2 separate regions of the Sus scrofa genome follow, and region 2 is linked to region 1. The links are chromatin contacts, called in public HiChIP or PLAC-seq maps. All regions are on one chromosome and are shown on one strand. Each heading gives the region's core, a stretch centred on a gene start, on an enhancer-like site or on the middle of the called end of the contact. The rest is flanking DNA. Distances are from core to core; before and after follow the strand shown. Region 1 has its middle 17 kb from the start of PLEKHH2. Region 2 overlaps LOC106509843 (a long non-coding RNA gene).

What was found. HiChIP or PLAC-seq counts read pairs in DNA pulled down with a chosen protein or histone mark.
Region 2: an H3K27ac HiChIP or PLAC-seq map of alveolar macrophages shows a contact between it and region 1. The contact joins two enhancer-like sites. A contact is called at or near these places in 1 of 47 Hi-C or Micro-C datasets (embryonic fibroblasts) and 1 of 2 datasets of contacts at active chromatin or transcription factors (alveolar macrophages).

The regions. Positions count from the first base shown.
Region 1 is chr3:96,847,551-96,852,603 of Sscrofa11.1, reverse strand. No RefSeq gene overlaps it. Among named protein-coding and RNA genes, the nearest start is that of PLEKHH2, 17 kb to the right of the region's middle. Within about 2 kb of position 2,428, at least 6 of the 83 cell types and tissues checked have an H3K27ac peak or open chromatin away from gene starts, as enhancers often do. A contact at or near this core is called in alveolar macrophages, where this site is marked.
Region 2 is chr3:97,444,956-97,450,008 of Sscrofa11.1, reverse strand. The region is part of intron 4 of LOC106509843 (a long non-coding RNA gene); the gene reads left to right. Among named protein-coding and RNA genes, the nearest start is that of TRNAI-UAU, 120 kb to the left of the region's middle. Within about 2 kb of position 1,923, at least 5 of the 83 cell types and tissues checked have an H3K27ac peak or open chromatin away from gene starts, as enhancers often do. A contact at or near this core is called in alveolar macrophages, where this site is marked.

The DNA.
Region 1 (5,053 bases), core at 1,179-3,678:
GACAGCAGCTGGGGAAGAAAAACAGGAAGCATTGGTGAGAACTGAAAGAAATGCAATCAGAAAGAGCAACAGTAGAATAGAATGGTCTAGAATGATATGGTGAGGTAAAAGAAAAACAACACAAGGGAAAAATGCTCAGATTCAGAGGAAAAATGAGAGGTTTTTTTTCCACTAAAAGGTAATTTTATGATGTTAAAATTCTTCAATAATATCTATTATATTGAAAACATTTCAAGAAATCAGTTGGCTTTCTTTAAGTAAGTTTGAAGGATAATTTTATAATACAAAAGATTAACACTAAACTTCAAAGTACAGAGCTACTTACCATATGAGTTAGTTTAAGTGAAATTTGGATAGTTGGCTCCTGATATCATGGAAAAGGGATGGAAAAATGAAATTTACGGCACCTCAAAGCGGGGAGTGATCTGCAGTCCATCTTGAAATGTGTTAGATGTCTTTTGGGACAAAGTAAACCAAAATTCTGACTTAGAAGTATTACCATCAAACCTGAAGGAAGCTACATGGCAGTGCTTCAAATTCCAATAACATCTCTGAGAAAAATGTGTTTGTAATGTTTCTGATATACTGATATTTGATATTTTCCACGTCTTTTAAAATACACACATTGTTGTTAGGGAAATTTGAATATAACCTACCTCATTTGAAATTGTGACTGTATATTCATGGAATAAGGTTGCAGGGGATGTGGAGTCCTAGTTCTAGGAAGGACTTGCTGCCCAGGTTGCATGGAATATGGTGACCAAAGAGCTTCCAGCTGTCACTCCCATCAGGGTTTCCCTAAACTATTGCCACACCCCAGCACACACACCCTTCCATCTGAGTACTGACCAACCGATGGCACTCTTAGTATATTTGTGGTCATTGTGGGACAGCTCTGACTTGGGTTGTATGTGCTCTAGGCCTCCCCATGGGCATTTCTTGTTCCAAACCTACATCATTCCTTTCCAACCCGAAGTTGGTCCCAATAGATATGATGCATACCAAGCCCTGCCTTAGCTTCTGCTTTCACAGAACTAATGGGGGACAAATATTAACAAGTATACGGAATAGGACACATTTGTGATTCTTCACCTCCTTTATTCCAAGCAGGACCTAGAATGCAGATAGATGAATAGTTAGATAGACAGATGGATAGATGGATGGATAGATAGAGAATCTGTCTCTATATGATTTTTTACTCTGCAGTCATTCTTTTCTCTCTCTCTCTCTCTCTCTCTCTTTTTTTTTTAGGGCTGCTCTAGAGGCATATGGAGGTTCCCAGGCTAGGGGGTCCAATCGGAGCTGTAGCCACCAGTCTACACCACAGCCACAGCAACGTGGGATCTGAACTGAGTCTGCAACTTACACCACAGCTCATGGCAACACCAGATCCTTAACCCACTGAGCAAGACCAGGGATCGAATCCACATCCTCATGGATGCTAGCTGGGTTCATAAACCACTAAGCCATGATGGGAACTCCCATTCTTTTCTTGATATGGAAGAATCCTAGGATTTTTCTAGTTGTTCTCTTCCCTAAGTAACAGAAACAGGAAATTATATTCAGAATCAGTACCAATTAATCATTTATTCATTCAACAAACATTTAATGAGTGCCTGTGCTATACTAGCCCCTTGGAGTTCCTAGTGCCTAAGGATACAAAGTGTGTAATATAGTGTTGAAAAAAATTAGTAAGGGCTAGAACAGAGGAAACACTGATTATAGTGATGGGACAAAGAAGCAAGTGATTACTTCTGCTTTTGTGAAGTGGGAGAAGCCACATAACAAGAGGTTTTCCAGGATGTAGAGGTGATTAAGCTATAAACAGGGAGGCATTCCAGCCTTTCCCAGCACAGAGAACAACACAGTGCAGGACTTGAACACATGAAACAAATCAGCGCCTCTGGGGAGATTTAAGTCTTTAATCTGGCAACAGCTTCTCTCACCATTCAGCCTTTCCACTGACCTATCTCTTTGCATGAAACAAAGAGCCATACCCGAGGCACATGGAGGTTCCCACACTAGGGGTCTAAATCAGAGCTGCAGCTGCTGGCCTACACCACAACCACAGCAACGCCAGAACCGAGCCACGTCTGCAATCTATACCACAGCTCACGGCAACACCAGATCCTTAACCCACTGAGCAAGGCCAGGGATCGAACCTTCCGTAGTCAGTCAGATTCCTTTCCGCTGAGCCATGACAGGAACTCCCCATGAAACACTTTTGACTCTCCCAATTTTTTAACAGGATTAACTTCTTGTCCTCATTGTCTTTGTTAGGACATCACTTTCATGAAGAATTCTTCCTTGATGCCCTCCAGACCGGATTAGGTAAGTCTGCCGTACAGTTCCTCAGCACAGAGTACTTCCCCTGTCCCAGCATTTATTACACTGTGCTCTAAATGCCAGTCTGCTTATCAGCTTCCCTCTGAGTGAACCATAACCTTCTTGAAAGCAGAAGTTGGTCACTGTTCATCATCAGATCTCAACACGCTGCCTGGAAGATACAAGGTCCTCTTTGATGAATAAATCAATGCTGCTAAGTGCAATGGACTTAGGAAGACATATTCATTTATTGTATCAACACCTATTTGTGCACATTATGTGCTAGACATCTCTAGGCACTGGAAATCCCAAGAATGAACAGAACAAAGAATCTCGTGGAGCTTATATTCTAGTGGAGAAAGACAGACAGTAGACAAACTGCTATAAATATAAAGCAGGATGGGGAAGAAGAAGTTTCTTATTTCATATAGGATGGTCAGGGAAGACTTCATTCATAAGGTTATATCTTAGAAAAGTCCCAAAGGAAATGTGGAAATGAGCTACAAATATTTGGCAAATAAGATACGCATTAGAACGATCATCAGCAATACGTAAAATAACCTCCTTAATGTTTCTTCTACATCTTGGTTAATTTCTCTCAGCTATTTTGGATAATGTCATGTGTGATTTTTGTTAAACTCTCACTTTTATTGTGGTTATCTCTCTACGTACTAGCAAAATATCTCAAGTTCTTTATTTCACAGTCCATGTTACAAGGATTTTTGTAATGGTCAGGAAATTTCTTTTTTTCTAAAGAGTTTTGAAATTATAGACTAACCCAAAGAATACCTACTATCAGGACAAATAGTTTATCCTTTGTTAGCTGGCACTGGGCGAGACCGATTAATATGGCCATCTGAACTGAGTTGATTTCTGAGAAGCTTACCTTTCAAGGGTAAATTCAAATCTGTGATAGCCCAGCCTACTTGGCAATTTTCAGTTTTTCTTTTTTAGTATGGGCCATTACAAAATTAAATCAAGGACATTTAAGAGAGTCTCTATAAGGCCCATAAGTGATGTGGAGCGTTCCCTGATAGGAGTTAAGTAATGACAGGGTTCTCTTTTTTCAATCAAATGAAGGAAGTGGCTGTGTTAGTGTCGCAGTGACATGGGAGGTGAAATAGAACAATATTTTATAGAGATTAGATGACTAGCTAAAAAATGAGAAATTTTCTATCTGTAGAAGAGTGTATATAGCACAGCAACCATTAAGGTTAACAAAAACCTTAAAACAAAATCAAATGAAGTTTTTACACATTTTACTATTGCTGTCACACTTCCAAACAAGGTGACTATATTTTGGCTACTCAGTGAAATGCTGAAATGAGCAGTAGGCCTCTAAAGATTACCATGTATTTGTATTAATACTGCTAGTGTTTATTCAGACTTTGTATGAACAAACAGGGGTATAGGAATTATGCATCTAGAATCCCAAGGAAACCAAAAAGAAGACAAAAAGACAACTTACAGAATGGGAGGAAATAGTTTCAAATGATGCAACTGACAAGGGCTTAATCTCTAAAATATATAGAATCCCAGAAAACACATTTTGATAGGTGGTTATTATACCATCTTGGTGCTTGTACATGAGCATGTTGTTGTTTTCTTAAACTTGAAAAGTACCCAATCATACAAAGTATTTGTTTTTACTTAACTATAATTTGCCTGAGAAGATAAACTCTCTTTTTATTGTTGGGTTTTTTAAATCGTTTTATTTAATTTGTTTTTGTGGCACCCATAGCACATGGAAATTCCCTGGGGCCGGGGGTCAAACCTGTACCACAGCATCAACCAGAGCAACAGCAGTGATAATACCTGATCCTTCACCTACTAGGCCACTAGGGAACTCCCAGGGTTTTTGTGTTTTGTTTTGTTTTTTTTTTAATTCTAAGTTTGTTAAACAAAAGAATTCATACAGGTTTTTTTAGACAAACTTAATTATCCCTATTTGCCTTTCTTTTATTGAGTGATGGAGCAAATCTTTGTGTTACTAGCAAGTCATTTTAGGGACCTGAAGGATAGCTCAGGCATAAAAGATATCTTAAGAGTTTTATTATTCTGAATTTGAGGCCTGAATTTAGGAAAAGCAACATCAAGGGTGATTAAGGAGACAGATTCATAAATATCTAAATAAAAAACAACTTGCAGCAAAGGTATAAAAACATAGAAATAAGCAAGAATGCTTGCCAGAAACTCAACTTTTTTTTCAAAAGTGAGAACTTTTGAAAAATGATTTAAAACTATGTCAAGAAGCACCAAGAATTAGCAAAATAATTTGGTGACCTCCACTGATCTGTACATAAAATAACATTAATTTTAAGAAAAAAATCCAAATTCTATTTTTACTTCTTTTGCATATTATTTGTGTAACAATTTGCGGTAAAGGGCTTATTAATATACCTTAATATGTATTCAATCCCACATATGTAAATGCAAATAAAAATATACACATAGATATTAATTTGAAGTCTAATTTTAAAATATAATTAACATATTAATAGAGTAAATAAAACAATGTAGATAGCATAGTAAATTTGCCATCTGAACAAACTACAACTTTTTTAATAAGACCCTCAAAATGCATTATCATTGTGTGTGTGTATATATATATGTGTGTGATTTTAAAATATTATTGTATCTAGTGTAATTAATTAAACGATTATATGAATTGCCCTATTTAACCAAAGTCACCAGCCTTTCTTTTCTTCAGATACAAAAGAAAACTAGA
Region 2 (5,053 bases), core at 674-3,173, 600 kb before region 1:
AAAAAAAAAAAAAAAAAAAAAGCCTTTTCTCCCATGAACCCTTTGGAAAGGAGATTGTGGTCACACAGAAGCTGTTCAGGCCAACAAGAACACATTGCTTCTCTACACTTTGAGGTATGATTGGAGGGCTGAGCTTCAGGGAGGGTGGTAGGAGAAAAGTCAGGGTTTTCCTAAGATCAATGGAGTAGGGACTCACATTGAGCCTGCCCCCTGGACCAAGCCTGTCCCTCTCCCCTCTGCACTGCCGTGGCAGCTTAGTGCTTGGTTAGCAGTAGAGTGAATTGGCTCATTGGTGGCAAAACTGGACAGAGTTTGTCTTTATTCATCTCCTCTCTGCCTGTTCTTTGTCACCATCTGAGGTCCTATTAAGGACTTTACGTGTTATCTCAGTGAAGAAAGCTTCATTTTGAAAGATGAACATAAAGAATGAAAAAACTCCGTCCCACCCTCCAAAATGAACACTTTGTGGTGAGATTTTAGGCAGCAGAGATTTTGGGGTTGGAGAACTTCCTGCGGCCTCTGGGTCACTATCGTTGACTTCTTTTCCTGCCCATTCCCTTCCTCCTCTTCCTTTTCCTCCTCCTCCTCTTCTTTTTAAAAAATCATTTTGCATCCCCCTCCCTTCTTCCCGACCCCAGAGCCTGCATGTCATTCAAGGCCTACTTCCAGGCCTCTTGCCCAGGAGGCCTTCTCTAGACCTATGCGCACGCACAGTGGCCAGCCCTGTCATGGGCCGTCCTGGCTCAGGGTTCCTTGGCCCTCGCAGTCTGGGCTGTGTGCTTCAGGGTCTCTTCCTGGACTGGGCCAGTCCTCCATATGCTGCTTACAGATTCTTTGATTCTTTTTTTTTTTTTTTTTTTTTTTTTTTTGCCTTTTTTAGGGCTGCTTCCGTGGCATATGGAGGTTCCCAGGCTAGGGGTCTAATCAGAGCTATAGCTGCCGGCCACAGCCACAGCCACAGCAATGCCAGATCCAAGCTGCGTCTGCAACCTACACCGCAGTTTATGACAACGCTGGATCCTTAATCCACTGAGCAAGGCCAGGGATCGAACCTGCAACCTCATGGTTCCTAGTCAGATTCGTTAACCACTGAGCCACGGCGGGAACTCCTGATTCTTTTAAGCAGTTTGCTCTCAGAGCCCCAAGTCTACATGGAACTGCTCTGGGTGCTTTTGCAAGAATTTCTACTCTGAGAAGTCATTTTAAAGTGACCTCTTGGGCTGGGGGTTTGGGATTGGCATATGCACACTGAAGTATGTGGAATGACTGGCCAGTGGGGACCTGCTGTATAGCACAGAGAATTCTACCCAATATTCTGTGACAATATGTGTAGGGAAAGAATCTGAAGGAGAACGAATATGTGTAGATGTGTCATTGCATCGCTCTCGTACAGCAGAAGTTATCACAACATTGTAAATCACCTATGTTTCAATAAAACTTTAAAATAAATGGGGGGAAAAACCAGAAACAAAAACAAAACACACCAAAGAAAGGAGAGAGATTTTATTTTTCTTGTTCACTTCTGTATACCTGGCACTTAAAGTAGTGTCTGGAATGTAGGTAATATTCAATAATTGTTTGAATAAATGAATCAGTGAGAGAAAAAAACTAAAGTGCCCTCTTAAGGCTCTTCCTGTGCTGAGCTTTAAAGTTTTTCTGCCTTTCTTCTCATTTCCCGCATGGCGCCTGGTTCAGTGTTTGGGGAGGATAGATGCTTAGGGAGGGATCATTGAACTGTTAAGGCTTCTTCTTTCCGGAAGCAAGTCTGAAAGCCCTTTGAGGCAATGGCGGCAAAGTTCTGTTTTCAAAGATCTCCCACCAAGGAGGCCTCTCCAAGGCAGTGCACTGTCAGGGCTTGGGGAATCAGCCCTTTTCTGAGACTACCCTGCTTCCTGTTTCTCGGCTGTGTGGACGCTCTAGCACCTTCTCTGGCTGGCTGGCTTGACGTTCCTCTGGGGCCAATCTCTGGGCCTATCTTCTGGCCTGGAAACCACAGCTGGCCCTTCTTGAAATGACTCAACATCCAAGTTGGGAGTTCCCCTTGTGGCTCAGTGGGTTAAAAACCTGACTAGTGTCCCTGAGGATGTGGGTTCGATCCCTGGCCACACTCAGTGGGTTAAGGATCCGGCGTTGCTGCAAGCTGCGGGGGAGGTTGCGGATGCAGCTTGGATCCTGTGTTGCTGTGGCTGTGGTGTAACTGGTGGTTGCAGCTCCAATTTGACCGCTAGCCTGGGAACTTCCATATGCTGCCTCAGGTGCAGCCCTAAAAAGAAAAGAAAAGAAAACAAAAGTACAGCTTGGGCTCAGCTCCAGCCCCTCCTCTTGGCTCCAGGCAGCCAGTCCCACAGGACCAGGCCAGGACCACAGAGGTCCCAGCTTTTCTCAGAAAGATCCCACTACTGACCAGGGAGAGCCATGCCAGAAATTCTGCAAAATGCAAGCGCATAAGCACATTCAAGCCGTAGGCTTTTGGTTTCTTGTCCCCATGGCTTCATTCCACCAAACTCCATGTTGCCCAGATGGAGGGAGGGAGTTCCTCTCTGACTGGAGCACGTTTTCCCTGTGACTTGCCCCAGGACTCATGTCTGCAGCCACCAGGAACCCACTGGGGCTGGGCCTGGAGGAGGGAGGCAGAGCCTCTGGGGTTGAGGCCAGAGTAGAGCCTCCTGCCCCCCCGGAGCCTGGACCCGGGACCCCAGCACCCCTGGAAAGTGTGGTCCCTCAAGGAACCCACTCTAGACAAAGCCAGAGGAGGTGTTTGGATCTGGGTTTGAGTTTGCACTGTGACCTGATATTCAAAGGCCCTTTGGTACCCTAGGACACAGCACCTGTGTTCCCAGCATTCAACGCAGGACCTCCTGCCCGCCTCTCTCCCTCCCCAACACTCTAGCCACGGGATGGAAGGAATGGAAGGGGCGGCTGAAGACACAGGTGGAAACAATCCTTCCTTCACATTTGCTTGAGACCCCAAGGCCTTCGCATCTTGCCGAGCCTGAGTTATTCTTCTCTTAGTGCATTGAGTCCACTGCCTGGAACAGCCTCAATGCCCTCACCCCATCCACATCCTCCTTGTTCTTCCGGGTGTGGCTCAGTCCCGGCTTTACCACCTCCCTCCCTACCCTGGAGCCCCCAGGGACTTCTTTTTCTCCTTTGAGCTCTTAACTCTTGACGTCTGCATCTCTCTCACGCGGCATTAATCCACATTCAACATTGTGACATTGTTCATTGTCTCGTGCATCTATGAAGTGTTTTGTGTGTTTATTTTCCACACATTTTAAACCAGCTCTTCCCAAGAGTATGTAAGCTACATAAGTAACTAAAACATTTCCAGTTGTCACATAGACAAAGCACAAGGAAACAGGCAAAATTAGTATTTTATTTAACTCAATATATAAAAAATATGTGGAAACAATATAAAAATTATCAACGAGATATTTTACGTTTTGGGGGTACAAAGTCTTTAAAATCTGATATGTATTTTACACTTATAGGTCATGTCAGTTTGGCTGCTAAATTTTCATTGAAAACTATGAATCTGTATTTAATAATGACCTCTCCTTTTCTTATATATATGATAAATATTGGACCAGAGGAGTTCCCGTGGTGGCTTAGTGGCTAACGAATCTGACTAGGAACCATGAGGTTTCAGGTTTGGTCCCTGGCCTTGCTCAGTAGGTTAAGGATCCGACGTTGTCGTGAGCTGTGGTGTAGGTTGCAGACGTGGCTTGGATCCTGCGTTGCTGTGGCTGTGGTGTAGGCCGGCGGCTACAACTCCTATTCGACACCTAGCCTGGGAACCTCCATATGCTGAGGGAGCGGCCCTAGAAAAGGCAAAAAGACAAAAGAAAAAAAAAAGAAAAAATTGGACCAGAGCTTCTCCTTGGTGTTTCCAAGATGGTACCATACAACCAAGGGGATTCTGGGAATCGTAGTTCTCAGCTTCTCTCAGTGCCACAGGGGAAACCTTAGAAAGGGGTGCTGGTGATGTTGAGCCGACAACAGATGATCAATCTGCCCTGTTATTCCATGAGCTGAGAGCTTCCAGGAGTAAGTGGGAGGAAACTGCCAGGTGTGAGGAGCAGCAGAAGCAGAGCACAGACAGGGAGGGAAGGACGTAAGCTAAGCAGGGACCCTGGGTAAACCAAGAGGAGAGGAGTCTCTGGCTGTGGTAGGGGAAGTAGAGAAGGAAGAAGATGGAGGGAGAACAGCGGCTTTCTGTGGAGCCCCTAAATTGTTCTGGGCATCCAGATGCTCCAGTGTCAGGGGGTGGCCAGGTCTACATCTCAGTGACACCCACATGGGGGAGGAGGGAGGGTGCTCACAGTTGTCCTTTTTCCTGACTTTAGGTGCTAAGATTTGCTGGGACGAGGTGGTTGTTCCCAAGGTTTCAGAAACTATGTGAACATAAAGGCCATAGAAATCCTCCCTCTTCCAGGAAGGCTTCCTTGTCGACTCTCCCCTTAGCCTGACAGTTGCTCACACATGCAGTTGTTCATACACGTACACTTGTTTTGGCCTGTTTGCTGCTTTGCATGTTCTGTGTCCCCCATTTAGCCCTTTGGCATCAGAGGCCCCAAATCCGACACAGTCGTGGAAGGTGCTCCATGTGACTGGGCTGCATGGAGCTGGGGCAAAGGCCAGAAGGAAGGTCACTGGCAGGCATCAGCAGAGCCACCTAGGCTGCTCCCACCACCTATGGGCCTGGCTCTGGTAGAAGGGACAGAGGTCCATCTAGAACCACTTCCCTTCATCCCCCAAGGCAACCAACCCAAATGAGAATACTTTGCTGAGAGATATCAGAGATCAACTGGAATGAATCCTCAGACTTGAAAAGAGCAATGCAAGCAAAACACAGTGTGTGTGTGTTTGGGGGGGTGATGGTGAGGGGGTGATGGTGGGGGGGGTGGGAGGGGGCTCCTTGTTGCCATGGCACTAAGGGCACTCCACACCCCTCAAAGCGAGAGGCAGCACGAGGCTCTGAGAAGGAATCTTGGTTAAACAGCCAAGTTCTCTCCTAGAGAGGAAAGTCCCCCCTCTCAGTACTGGGACAACT